Regions from separate parts of the Arabidopsis thaliana genome. Here region 2 is linked to region 1. A link is a contact called in public targeted proximity ligation data. All regions are on one chromosome and are shown on one strand. The core of a region is the stretch at or near the end of the contact, and the rest is flanking DNA. Distances in the headings are between cores, read along the strand shown.

The links.
Region 2: a contact with region 1 is called in a targeted proximity ligation map of shoot, with 18 read pairs. A contact is called at or near these places in 3 of 26 Hi-C or Micro-C datasets (leaf, root and vegetative nucleus) and 1 of 2 datasets of targeted methods (shoot).

The regions. Positions count from the first base shown.
Region 1 is chr1:4,227,451-4,234,156 of TAIR10.1, reverse strand. It overlaps ACR8 (ACT domain repeat 8), which reads left to right and starts at 4,946. Exons shown (of 7, transcript NM_101114.4): 1 at 4,946-5,301; 2 at 5,785-5,830; 3 at 5,913-6,027; 4 at 6,111-6,178; 5 at 6,262-6,706. The coding sequence starts at 5,240. ARK3 (armadillo repeat kinesin 3) reads left to right here. Exons shown (of 18, transcript NM_101115.3): 18 at 1-440. The coding sequence ends at 35.
Region 2 is chr1:4,262,577-4,269,662 of TAIR10.1, reverse strand. It overlaps AT1G12500 (Nucleotide-sugar transporter family protein), which reads left to right and starts at 4,507. Exons shown (of 2, transcript NM_101122.4): 1 at 4,507-5,377; 2 at 5,708-6,513. The coding sequence starts at 4,706. The coding sequence ends at 6,121. It overlaps CCS (copper chaperone for SOD1), which reads left to right and starts at 681. Exons shown (of 6, transcript NM_101123.4): 1 at 681-999; 2 at 1,108-1,134; 3 at 1,216-1,288; 4 at 1,386-1,520; 5 at 1,823-2,046; 6 at 2,120-2,589. The coding sequence starts at 763. The coding sequence ends at 2,386. AT1G12530 reads left to right here. Exons shown (of 3, transcript NM_101124.5): 2 at 1-90; 3 at 187-677. The coding sequence ends at 541. It overlaps AT1G12510 (a tRNA gene), which reads left to right and starts at 2,602; the gene lies at 2,602-2,675.

The DNA of each region.
Region 1 (6,706 bases), core at 3,697-6,196:
CTGAACTTAGACGTCTCCGTGTTGATATCCGGTAAACCGGTTTAATGCCTAACTTAACCGAACCGAATTGCGGAATAAAGAAGGGTTAATTCAAAATTCAGAGAGACGAAGATATGTATGATTTTGTTTTTACTTATGTTTAGGGTTGTTTGTGGGGTTTTTCGTGGCTTTGGCATTTCTTTTTTTTTTTGGGGTTGGATGTGTATATTATTTTGGTGGGTTTTGTTTGTGTATATAGGACGTAGTATTGAATTAAAATAAAATTATTTTCTATGTTGGGTTTTATTATCTATACTGTTGGAATGTGATTTTTCGATAGTTTGTTATTTTATTTTGGGAGATTAATTTGCGTAAAGCAGAGTAACTCTGTTTCTTGAGAAAACAAAGTAGATTGACTTTCAATCCACACTAAGTCCAAGCATGTATACAAAAACTAACAGAAACTATCGGCCTGCACAAAAAAGTGTATTGTCAACTCCTAAAGTAATCAAAATTAATGAATTATTTCTATTTATTTAGAATTTTCATATTTTCTATTATCTCTCAATTTTATTTTATTTTATCTCGCAGCTGGTTTTGACAAGTCTAAACACACAATCTAAAAAATGTCGGCATTTCTTGAACAGATTAACACTCTTCAATAATATTTATAAAAAAAAAAAAAATCAGGACTTGGTAAAAATTTTGAAGTATTAACTAGAAAGTCGTGGGATTATTAACCTGAAACTAATTTTACTTATGAAGCGGCAACTAAAAGAGTCGTGCAATTGCAAAAGATCATCCATTGAATCGTACACATATTTTCAATTCAATTTTTTGTTATAGACTGGTTAGTACGAATTTGTAGTTTTCGATCTTTGTAGTTAAAAATAGCAATAGAGAAAAATAAATGGTTTAAAAATACAAAAAACATGAGCTCTGAAGCGGCGTGATAGAGTACTAGCGGTGTGTACCACTCCTAATTACTTGTGTGTGCTTTTAGCCTTCTGCTTCGTCACTACTCAACAGCTAACTCATAACATAGATCATGCTGTACTTGTGATAAAAAAAAAAAAAGTTTGCTTCTTTATATTGTATATGCAAAAAGTCAAATATATTTTTTCTTAGCAAAAGTCAAAACCTACACCATATTTTATGAAACAAAAGTCAAACTATTCTTATTGAACAAAAAAATATGGAAAAAAATAAAATAATAATAAATATGGCCTCTTCATTACTCCTCAAACATCTCACTGGGATCACCAAACACAAAATGTAATGCAATATGAATAAATAAACTCATTATAATATTCGGCCTAACAATTCACTTATAATATTGAGGAATGATAAATCCAACAATTTAACTATATGTCATAATTTTTATGAGATAAATTAAAGATACAAATGATTAATTTACCCATCACTAAAAATATTACAAAGGATCATTTCATTTTATTTTTATTTTTGATGAAATAATTAAAATCTATATGTAGGTGAAATCATGGAATCCTCAACATTTTGGACTGCTACGATTAACAACTACAAGAAGAACTACTCAACTTTTCTTTCATTGTTTGCTTTGTTGATCTTTTCGAATTGAGTCTTAAACAAATACTCACTTGGATTAGTCTAAAAGCGTTTGAATATGTTAGAGACACATTTACATGGTCATCAACGGACAAAATCCAATAATAGTCAAACTTTGAGAGTGTGGTAGTTTCAATATTCTTTTGGACGGCTAAGATCTTAGTATAAATTAAGGGAAGATCCTTAGATCCGCGAAGTTCTCCTAAAACTATGGAAATTTGTCGACAGTTGTAATACGGAAGAGTCGACATTGCCTTATTCGTATCTCAGTTATAAAATATAAATCGGCTATATGCCTAATCAATCTCCATTTACAACTATCATTCTATCGAAATGAATAAACTATTCAGCATATAAAATATCTCTCACTAAAATAATACGAAATATTTCAAGTTTTTGTCACGTCCGAGGAACAACATGCCCCTTGAGAGTAATGGTGTGATCTTTGTAGAAGTTTAATATAATTTGATCTTCCCGACTATCTCTAACAATGATTTAATAACATCTTAGAATATGTATAATACATATACTAATTTATACTGAGGTCGTGCGAATATCTTCCCGAAATTGGAATTTGAGCTCATTTATGATCTACAAACAAAAAAAAACAATTGCTGATTGATGAGATTGAACAATACAATATGAATAGCTTATGGACATGAAAAAGCTGTCTTGGTAGTTAACAATATTATTGGAGCTACAAGTTGACAAACAAACTCTCCTCGAACAGAGATATCCTAATAGTCTAATAGATCATGCAAGTATATTACAATTTGATGCGCATAATCTTGATATGATATTTGCCAATACATGAGATGTAGCTAACACAACTATATGTCTATATCTATATACTGATGTCGCATGCACTTAACCCTAAGTATCATCCAAACGCAACATTTTAGACTTCTTTGATCAAAGAGAGGGAAAACATATTCAAATTTGGCGCTAAAACACTAATCAGTCAAAAAAGCAACAACCGAACTTTTGTCTCAGCCAAAAGCACTTCTTTTTCTGGTTTACATTGTCAATTACGAAATTGCCCAATGGATATTAGGTTAGGGTAGGTTGCACTGTATTTAGAATCAAAGTTAACATCCTTGCTATAAAAAGGAATTTTCAATGCTTTTGAAACGAGAATGTATGAGCTGTCTTAGCTACGTCAGCTAATTCTCCTCGGGATTTTTCTGTCCATTCAACGTCTTGTTCCTACGAGTTACACAAAGGCTGTTTTTTTTCTTGTGGGCTGTGTTTTTTTCCCTTTAAGCTCCACATATTTTCTTTAAAACAAATCGAATTATTCTTAAAGAAAGTCACGTAAAAAAGATTATCATAAAAATAAGAATTTATCGGAGAATTAACGACACCGACCGACCCAACCAAATCCTCGTGGACCCGTTTTCTTTTGGTTGATTCTGTTGCCTTAATCCATCGTCATGATCTTAATATGACGTGGCTCCCACCGGTTACCTATTACCGTCCGTTCCCGTTTCCGGCGGAGAATCGTTCACATTTTCCCGCTAAATCCGACGTGGAAAGACAGAACAAGAGACAAAATAATTTTTAAAAGAGCCAAAATATTTTCGATGTTTTATTTTGGATGCACGGAAAAGATCATAACTCTTTGTAGTTGTTCTAAGATTCTCCGCCTACATATTTCGATTTTTGTCACATTTTTAATTTGCAACAGTACTACTATTGGCTGTCGAGTTATAAAACTTAAATCAGATTTTAATACTCACCAAATTGTCATTAATGAAAAACTACGCATTAATAGCTAATAAATAGGGGAGAAGAATCGTCTTTGTCCGTTAAGCTTGACGAATAGTTAAATGCTTCTGCAGCTTTTGGTTACTGCAACGCACGTCCAAGGATGTATGAAACTAAAAAACTCACAGAGTCAGAGAGAAGTGTGTCGTCGACGTGGCAAGATCTAAGACCGAGCATGATTCAAGATCGTTAAGACATGTAAACTGCACGTGACATGGTTCAGGAAGAAAGTGGCCCATACGTGGGGCATATTCGTATTTAATACGAATGATCTCATTAGATCCTTATGTAATACACTTGTTTCTTCTCAAAAATTCTTCTAGTAGTAGCATCTAATCCACATAATAAGATAAGAATCTTATGATATTTGGATTCTTATATATCTGTTTTACAGGAAAGTTAAAACAAAATCACGCTTATGGACGATCAAAAAATTCCAATAAAGTTGATATATGATATTCCATTTTTAGGAGTTTTTATTATCATAAGATTCATAACCAATTTTAAAATTGGTATATAGGCTAGGTTCGGTAAATTGAGAGTAATGGGTAGGTCGAGAAAAATCATCTCATCAACGTGAGTATCACGCGCGAATTTACTTTTTTCTTGCGGCACCAATTAAATGTCTCCACGTGATTAACCCCTAAATTCTCTCGACGAAAAGACAAGTTTGCCACTCACGACACGCTTAAAGTGACACTCTCTCATGCCAGCTTTTAAGTAGGTCCCATAAAGATCTTTCTCTTCTACTATAAAGTACGCCTCTCGATTCCGAGATTCTCAATGCTAAGAAGACTTAAATACCCTTATAAAGCAAAGAAACCGAACCAAATACGAGGTTATTACCGGAACTTTGTTTCGAGACAAGTACGGACTTTGAAGAAGCGCGTATAGATCACGCGCCAATGTAATGAGGTGTGTGAATCGATGAACTAGAAAAGAAATTTCTCATCTTAGCTATGAAGCGAGTATCATTTGACGTGGGACCTTTAAGATTATGACACGTGGCCTACCCTGGCCGTTAGATCGATTATTGTCGGGAGAGGATCATGGTAGAGTGGAATGCACGCAAAGTAAAGGAAGAACTAGAACAGGTGGCGTCCTAGCTGGACAGTTGAACAACCAGAGTTAGGGATCCATTGACACGTGGAGGGATGGTTGGTTTTTTATTGGTTTCCCTTATGATGGGATTTCTAACTAATTCCGGGAATATTTAATAGCTAATTTAACCTTTTTTTTTTGGGATTTGGTTTCGATTTCGATTATTCTGTGTTTTGGAACCAAATAAGTTAAAGTAGAAGTATATATGTATATGAATGGAATATATAAAAGTACCATAAATAAAAAGATTTGGATTGACTGACTAAAAACTAAAAATCCTCATTTGGTAAGAATTAATAGTAGTAAGATAAATGGATTAGTGTTTTGTTGGGTTTAAAACTTTAGAGGGAATGAATGATGGTTATAGAAGCATTTTTAAGGTTTAAAGATAAAAAAAAAAAAAAAAGAGGATGAAACATTATAAGTCCAACTAAAGGAGACTTTTAGCAATTAGTAACATGCGTGAGACGTGGTGATCCATGTGACTTTTCTTTTCTATATAATTTGGAGAGATATATTACCAACTTAATTTAAATATTTTATTTTTATCCATTATATATATAAATATAAGGAGTCTCAGTGTATGGAAGGATTATGTGAAAGCGTGCTTTGTCTATCATTCTAGAGAGAGAGAGAGAGAGAAAAAAAGTAACAGTTTCTCAGACCAATAAAAACGGCACCGTTCATTTAGACAGAAACGCTGGTGAAGAGAGATTTTAGATGTGTTAATTTTGCTGGAATTCTTTAGAAGAAGAAGAAGAAGAAACAGAGGTTGAAAACGACGGCGTATTAGTTTGTATCAGAGATGGCGATGAAGGGTTATTTGGATGAGTATGAAAAGCTTGTTATTAGGATGAACACTCCAAGGTTTGTTTTCTTCTTCTTCTCTGTTTTTTTTTTTACAAAATTTTTCTTTAAGAACAGAGCTTTAAAATTGAAAAACTTATATTTTAGGTTTCTTTTTGTCTCGTTTTTTTTTCTGGTGGGAAAATTCTCCCGGAAAATATATTTTTATCAGTCCGGGAAAAAATCATTTTCAAATGTTCACAATTGAGTTTTGAAATTTGAAATTTTTTTCTTTTCTTTTTTGGTCATCGTTTGATTTACTTTTTGTTTTTCCAAAATATATATATAAAATATTTAAAAGTTTGTACTTTCTGTCTTCCTCAAAGAAGATTTTTCCAAATTTCTTTGCTTGGCCTTATTTTTCATCAACTTGAATTTTTCTTATTATGACTTATCTTCTCTAACATTTAATTGATAAATAAATCCCATTATTGTAGATATTTAATTTTATTTTGTCGGAAAAGAGAAAAATCTAAAGCAAATTTTCCTACATTATTATTACAGGGTCGTTATCGACAATGGTGTTTGTTCTTCAGCGACAATCGTCAAGGTTAGTTTTTAATATATTCAATTTTAATTAGCTTCAGCCAAAAGATTTAAAAATTTAATATTTTTCCTGGGATCTTTCACAGGTTGATAGTTCAAGAAGAAATGGGATATTGTTAGAAGCTGTACAAATTCTCACAGATTTGAATCTCTCCATTAAAAAAGCTTACATTTCTTCTGATGGAACATGGAACATGGATGGTAATAATATATTTAAATTCAATTATCTTTCTAATTACATTTATATAACTTTGTTTCCTAATTCGTTTTCTTAATTACTGCAGTTTTTCATGTCACTGACTTAAACGGAAACAAATTGAATGACCAGAGCGTCTTGAGATACATTGAACAGGTAATTTTAAGATTCATGAATTTGTTTCAATTCAAGAACATAGTTTCTAAATATAGAATCTTTTTCTTTTCTGATTTTCACAGTCGATCGAGACGGTTTACTATGGAGAAAACATTGAAGTAAACGGTTTAACAGCTTTGGAGTTAACCGGAACAGACCGAATCGGTTTACTATCTGAGATGTTTGCGGTTCTCTCTGATCTCAACTGTGATGTGGTTGACGCTAAGCTATGGACACATAACGGTAGAGTTGCTTCTGTGATCTATCTCAAAGATTGTATCTCAGGAGCTCCGATTCTCGATTCTCACCGGATATCAAAGATCGAAGGACGGTTAAAGAACGTTTTGAATGGCGATAACGATGTTAACTCTGCTGCAAAGACTTGTGTTACTGTGGATTCGATGATGCATATCGAACGTAGACTTCATCAGCTTATGTTTGAAGATAGAGACTACGAGAGGAGATCTAAGAAACATGAGAGATCTCCAATGGTGGTTGTGACGGTTCAGAATTGGGCTGAGAGGGGTT
Region 2 (7,086 bases), core at 3,258-5,757, 36 kb before region 1:
AGTTGTCAAGGAGTCAACATCTTTGAAACGACATGGTGCTCAAAATATGAAAACCAGGCAACTCTCTGATGCGATATTCGAAGAAGTCGGGTAAATTAAGAGGGATTTTCTTCTATTCAGCTAACTCCTGTTGTTGTAAATGATTATGACACAAGCGTACTAAATTTTTTGGATTGTTTCCTGTAGGAGCAAGATGCTAAGCCAGCTCTCAGATGGTTTATGGGGGATAATAAGATCAGAAGACGGGATGAAGAATGAAATCAGAGAAACCGTTCAATCCGTCTACGCCACATTATCTAACCCGAGAGGCGAGAAACGCGGAACATCCGCTAGAGAAATGGAACATAAGATTCCAACACCAAAAAAAGAAGCAAGAACTGATTTCAACACCAGTCCAGCGAGTAAACAGAAGCAAGAGCTGATTAAAGGAGCTGTAGAAGATAACAAAGGAGAGGCATGTAGTGATGATGTACAAGATAACAAAGGAGAAGCATATAATGATGATGAAGAAGATCCTGAACTCCCTCCTGGCTTTGGCTAAAACTGTTTTTTGTATCATCAATAAACTCCCTCTGAAATATTATTGCGTTTAAGGTAATAACACCAACTGTTTGTAATAACAACAGAATTACTGCACATTAATTTACCAAAGTAATAGTGATCCCCAGATTAACCGATTTATTTTTTAATTAAAAATGATAAAATTTAAAGGTTGTTGAAAGGTCAGAAATAAAAAGCCGCAAAAACTGAAGAAGCAAGATAATGGCATCAATTCTCAGGTCAGTGGCAACGACTTCAGCCGTCGTAGCCGCCGCCTCTGCGATTCCCATCGCGATCGCCTTCTCTTCTTCTTCTTCTTCTTCCTCTACCAACCCCAAATCTCAATCTCTCAATTTCTCCTTCCTCTCCCGATCGTCTCCACGTCTCTTGGGACTTTCACGAAGCTTCGTTAGCTCTCCGATGGCGACTGCTCTCACTTCTGATCGTAATCTCCATCAGGTTTTGGTTTAAAGCTTTGAACTTTTGAAATACCCTATTTCCAATTTGAGCTTTTTCGCTTTCCTGATTCGATGATTAAGTATTTAAGTAGCTGAATTTGATTTGCAGGAGGATCGAGCCATGCCTCAGCTTCTTGTAAGTCTTTCTCGTAATCCTGTATCTTTATACAACAATTTTTGGATTTGAGCTAGTGAGAACTTGTGTTGTGTGTTCCAGACTGAGTTTATGGTGGATATGACATGTGAGGGTTGTGTTAATGCTGTGAAGAACAAATTAGAAACCATTGAAGGTAGTAGGAGAAACAACTTTATTAATCGTCGTCTGTTTGGTTATGATTTACTTTGTTGGTGCTTATTATGTGTAATGGAAATTTTTAATCTTGTAAGGTATTGAGAAAGTGGAGGTGGATTTGTCCAATCAAGTTGTGAGGATACTTGGATCTTCCCCTGTTAAGGCTATGACTCAAGCTTTGGAGCAAACTGGTCGAAAAGCTCGCTTAATTGGACAAGGTGTTCCTCAAGGTTAGATATCTCTTCTCGGGTCACTTTGGTTTTTGTTTGAGAAGAAAGATTTGAACATCAAAAGAAAGAAGATATATTTTCTCAGCTCATAGAACATGTAAGGAGTACATGGCTTGTGTTTATGTTTAGTTCAACATTAAGAAGATTTACGTACTGGCAATTTTCCATTCTTGAGCTACTCTTTAATACACTGACAGTATTGAATTTGAGGATTTACCGTTTCAATTCCACGGTTTGTCTTTCATTGATGACCTCTTTCCTCATTTGTTTTATGATATTTACTTTGTGATGTGTTTTGGCAGATTTCTTAGTCTCAGCTGCAGTAGCAGAATTCAAAGGCCCTGACATTTTCGGGGTAGTCCGATTTGCTCAGGTCAGTATGGAACTTGCAAGAATCGAAGCCAACTTTACCGGTTTGTCACCCGGAACCCACAGCTGGTGTATCAACGAGTATGGAGATCTCACAAACGGAGCAGCCAGCACAGGGAGCTTGTACAATCCATTTCAAGATCAAACTGGCACAGAGGTTGGTGAAACGCATTCTTAGAAAACGAAAATGTCATCACAATCCTCTAAAAACTCTCTTTTTCTTCTGTCAGCCATTGGGAGACCTGGGAACACTAGAGGCAGACAAAAACGGAGAGGCCTTTTATTCGGGAAAGAAAGAGAAACTCAAGGTTGCAGACCTTATCGGGAGAGCCGTCGTGGTGTACAAGACCGATGATAATAAGTCAGGCCCCGGATTGACCGCCGCAGTGATTGCTAGAAGCGCAGGGGTTGGAGAAAACTACAAAAAACTTTGTTCTTGTGATGGTACTGTCATATGGGAAGCTACAAACAGCGATTTCGTGGCCAGTAAGGTTTAATAACAAGTCAACAACCATACATTTTATAAAACGTTACGTTTTTTAGTGATTGAGAACTTGTTTTGTATCAAAACTTGAGGTTTATATTGAAACAACACAAGCTTTTTGTTTTGTACCAAAACTCTCTGTACTTTCAATTGCGTAACTAATGTTGAGCCCCTATCAGAATTTGATCACTATACTATATATTGTGTGTATCTAATCAATGTTCAACAGGTTTCGTGGTGTAGTTGGTTATCACGTCAGTCTAACACACTGAAGGTCTCCGGTTCGAACCCGGGCGAAGCCATTTTGCTTTTGTAATAGTATAGACCAAATGTTTTAGATAATGTTTCGTTGTCACGCGGGCCCTATCAGCAACTAGCTTTAGTTTCACTGTTTTTGGCCCACTAAAATTGGGTCGCACATGGAAACAAATGGTTCCTACAATATTGTGCCCTACATAATTTATTCTGGTAAACGTAAGAAGTATTTAAATCATATAGAATTTTGAATTCCAAGAACATGTGAAATGTTATGTGCTGCTATAAACTACTCTCAAATAATAAAATCTCACATTGTCAGAGATGAATTATTATATACTATGTTTTTTTCTTACATTAAAAATTGATTGCTTTGTAGTATTAAACTAAATAGTAATGGTTAGACAGAACATCAAACTTCAAACATTTTGGTGTAATTTCTGTTGTCTGGTTTTTTTATTAGGGAGCCATACATACTTTTTTGGTTTTAATTTATGAAGGTCGATACATAATTATTTATTTAGTCTAAACTACTACATAAATAAAAGGATTAGCTTTAGCTAGTGAATTAGTTGATTTGATGATATCATAAGTATACGTAGACATTCATCATTCTAAATGTTTCTTACTAAGTGACGTGCTGTAATCATTTATTATCATTCATTGGATTTTGTCTTACGGCAATTTACAAAAGGAGTCATTTCGTTTTTTTAGGGAATGCAAAGAAGACAGATAAAGTGAGCTGGTCCTTCTAAGTAAAGATAGCTCTTACCTATTACACACACTCGTAGAAAATCATGATTTCTGTGTTGCATCTTTCATATTTGGATTCCTTTTCAGTGTGGGACATTTTTTTTTGTCAACGAACAGTTTCTCTTTTTGTAATTCATTAATATGGCTCTTATCAAATTTATTATCCACCATGTTATTTTTTTCCTTTCGCATGAAGGATATATTTGTCGAATTCACAAAAGTCACCTAACAAAATTATTATCACCTTAGATATTAGCAATCGCATGCATGATCAGTGGGAAAAATGGCAAGTAATGAACGTATAAAATAATTTAATCTATGCAATGCGATAAAGAAAATATTTTGCAGAAAGTAGCAAAGAATAATGCATTCTATTGGCCAAGTCCCCTTTTCTCGAATTATAATATCCCTTTTATAATCTATTTTGTTACCATAATTGGTATTGAACTTTGAATGACATAACAAATCTATTAATATATTTAGATGACTTATATAGTCAATTAGTCATTTCGATGATAAACACAATGCGTGATTAATGCTGATGCAAAAGAAAAATCGCGTTATTTACTTCACAGATCTGATTAGATTTTGGTATTTGTGACAACCTTTATTAAAATGTACGACCTCTATTGTCAAATGTAAATAGTTTCAAATGCTTCTTTGAAATCTAAACATATATAATCAACCCAAAAAAGAGAGAGTCTAAATCTGGTCAACACCGACGCATTTGTTTTGATGTAACCATATATAAATGTGACTTATCCAACTTTGTTAGTTGAGATTTTTTAATTTTTGGTGTGTTCTGGAATGTTAATGTTAGGCTAATGTGTGTTTCAACTATTGCTAATATTGTATTAAGGGACAATTATTAAAAACAAAACTTGAAAAGAGAGGCTAAATAATTAGTGAGTGGGGTTTGTATGTAATTACAAATTAGGCTGCGTCATAGAGGATTGCTTCCATCGGATCTCAAATGTGGACCTACTACCGACACTTCTGACTCATGCTTAGTCTCCGAACACAAGACTTCGAATCTTAAAATTAATTTTCTTAGATTTGTCTTTTTATTTATTTTTCTTTTATTTTTAAATATAACAATTCCCTCCAACTATAAGATCCAACGGCTGATATCATTCTAAACCTTTACAGCTAAATCTGAATCTCCACCGTCCGATTAATCATCTTCCTTCTTCTTCTTCTTCACTCACTCAGATCTCAATCCCCACCGAAAAAGATAAAAACTCACACTTTCTCTCTCTCTCTCTAGAAAAAGAAAGAAAGAAGAAAAACTTATTGTTATTCCCATTTCGCCCCTATCCGAAAAATGGTTGAAGCTCAATCATGGACAACGCGGCGGATGAGCAATCCTAGATTCGACGCCGCCGCAACCGCCGCACCAACCATCGTAGACATCCCCGGAACACCACCACACTCCTCCGCTTCTTCACCACTCAAACCCTTCTTCCTCTCTTCCCCCACCGTATCACCAACAATCCTCACGGCGGCTATAATCGCCGCCTGGTTTGGCTCAAATATAGGAGTCCTCCTCTTAAACAAATACCTTCTCTTCTACTACGGTTTCCGTTACCCAATCTTCCTCACCATGACACACATGTTATCATGCGCCGCCTATAGCTCCGCCGTAATCAATATCGCCGGAATCGTGCCACGTCAGCACATCTTATCTCGCCGTCAGTTTCTAAAGATCCTCTCTTTGTCAGCGATCTTTTGTCTCTCCGTCGTCTGTGGCAACACTTCGCTACGTTATATCCCTGTTTCTTTTAATCAAGCTATTGGAGCTACGACGCCGTTTTTCACCGCCGTGTTCTCTTTTCTCATTACTTGTAAAACAGAGTCCACTGAAGTTTATTTAGCTCTTCTTCCGGTTGTCTCCGGCATCGTTCTTGCTTCTAACTCTGAACCTTCTTTTCATCTTTTTGGTTTCCTTATCTGTGTTGCTTCCACCGCCGGTAGAGCTCTCAAATCCGTCGTCCAGGTATTAATCGGTTTGGTGTATTGAATTTTCCGTTTTAGTACTAAGAGAATCAGAAATTGCGTTCGAATTTCGATTTTATTACAAAACATCACTCTTAAATTTTTCCGAATCCAGGTTTATTATAACAAATCTGGAAGAAATTTAGTTCCAGTTCGAATCCGGTTTTTATTCTTAGAACTGAAATGAGTCCGGTTTAGTTCAGTCTCTGTCTGAATTTCAATCTATAGCATTTAAACAGATAATTCAGATTCTAATCGATCGGTATGATCGAATTGCGTCTATTGGATCTCACTATTGGTTTGGTTGAACCGGATTTTGTGTATTTTGTAGGGGATTATTCTGACGTCGGAATCGGAGAAGCTACATTCTATGAATCTTTTGCTATACATGGCTCCAATGGCGGCTTGTATCTTACTACCATTTACGCTATACATTGAAGGAAACGTTTTAAGAGTTCTAATCGAGAAAGCGAGGACGGATCCATTGATCATCTTCTTGTTAGCCGGGAATGCGACAGTGGCATATTTAGTGAATTTGACGAATTTCTTGGTGACAAAGCATACAAGTGCTCTCACATTGCAGGTTTTGGGGAACGGAAAAGCTGCGGTGGCTGCCGGAGTCTCGGTTTTGATATTTAGGAATCCGGTGACGGTGATGGGAATAGCCGGATTTGGTGTGACGATTATGGGTGTGGTTCTCTATAGCGAAGCTAGGAAGAGATCCAAATTGCTAAACCAGAAGTGAAAAGTGTGAAGAGAAAGATTATTGGATTTAAACCGGTGAAGTAATTTTTACTTTTTAATTTTTACTTCTTTTTTTTCGGTTTAGTTTCTTGATTCTTTGGAATTCTGCTATTGTTTGGAACCGGTTTGGTTCGTTTTGAGAGGGGGAAAATCAATTTAATTGTAAATGGTTGAGATTGGGGAAAAACTATGAAAAGAAAAGTGGAGATATATTTATGTAACAAAAGTGAAAAAGTAGGGAGCATAATTAAAGGAAATAAGATTGTATCTTTATTTTATTTTACTTTCTTTTAGTTTTTTCTTTTCTTGTACTATTATGTTTTATAGTTTGTCTTACCAAAATTATCGAAACATAGTGAGGAAAATAGTCAAAATAATAAATTTCTTTCTACTTTTGATTCGAGTCTTTTCTGTTAGGCGAAATCGCATTTTCATCTGGTGGGTTAAATTTACACCTTTCTTAAGCAACTTGCTCTTTTTTTTGGCAACTTGCTCTTTTTTTTGGCAACTTGCTCATTAATTCACTTGTAACATATTGTTCTAGATCATGTATTCTTATTATGATTTGGAATTATTATTTTGATCTAAAACCTATTGAGCTTAGCATAAGATATCGTTCTTTGTTACAAAAATGTTAGGCACACACACATTTTTATTGATTAATATAATTGGGTAATCAAGCTATTCTCAGCTGAAGCAACCTGACATCTAGGATTTAATCAGTATTAAATGGGTTTGAAAAGATGATGATATGTTAGCTAATGTAGGTTAAGTTTATCTTTAGACTTACTTGTCAAGGTTTGTTAACCTTTTAAGGTGGTAACACTACGTAATAGTTTAATTAGGTTTCTATAAGTAGTTATAGGACTGTTATATTACATGTTTCATTTGATATATGTACACCAATCTAAGTTGTTGTGGTCTCATTCTCATAAATTGCATATAAAAAAGTAAAGCATTTTGGAA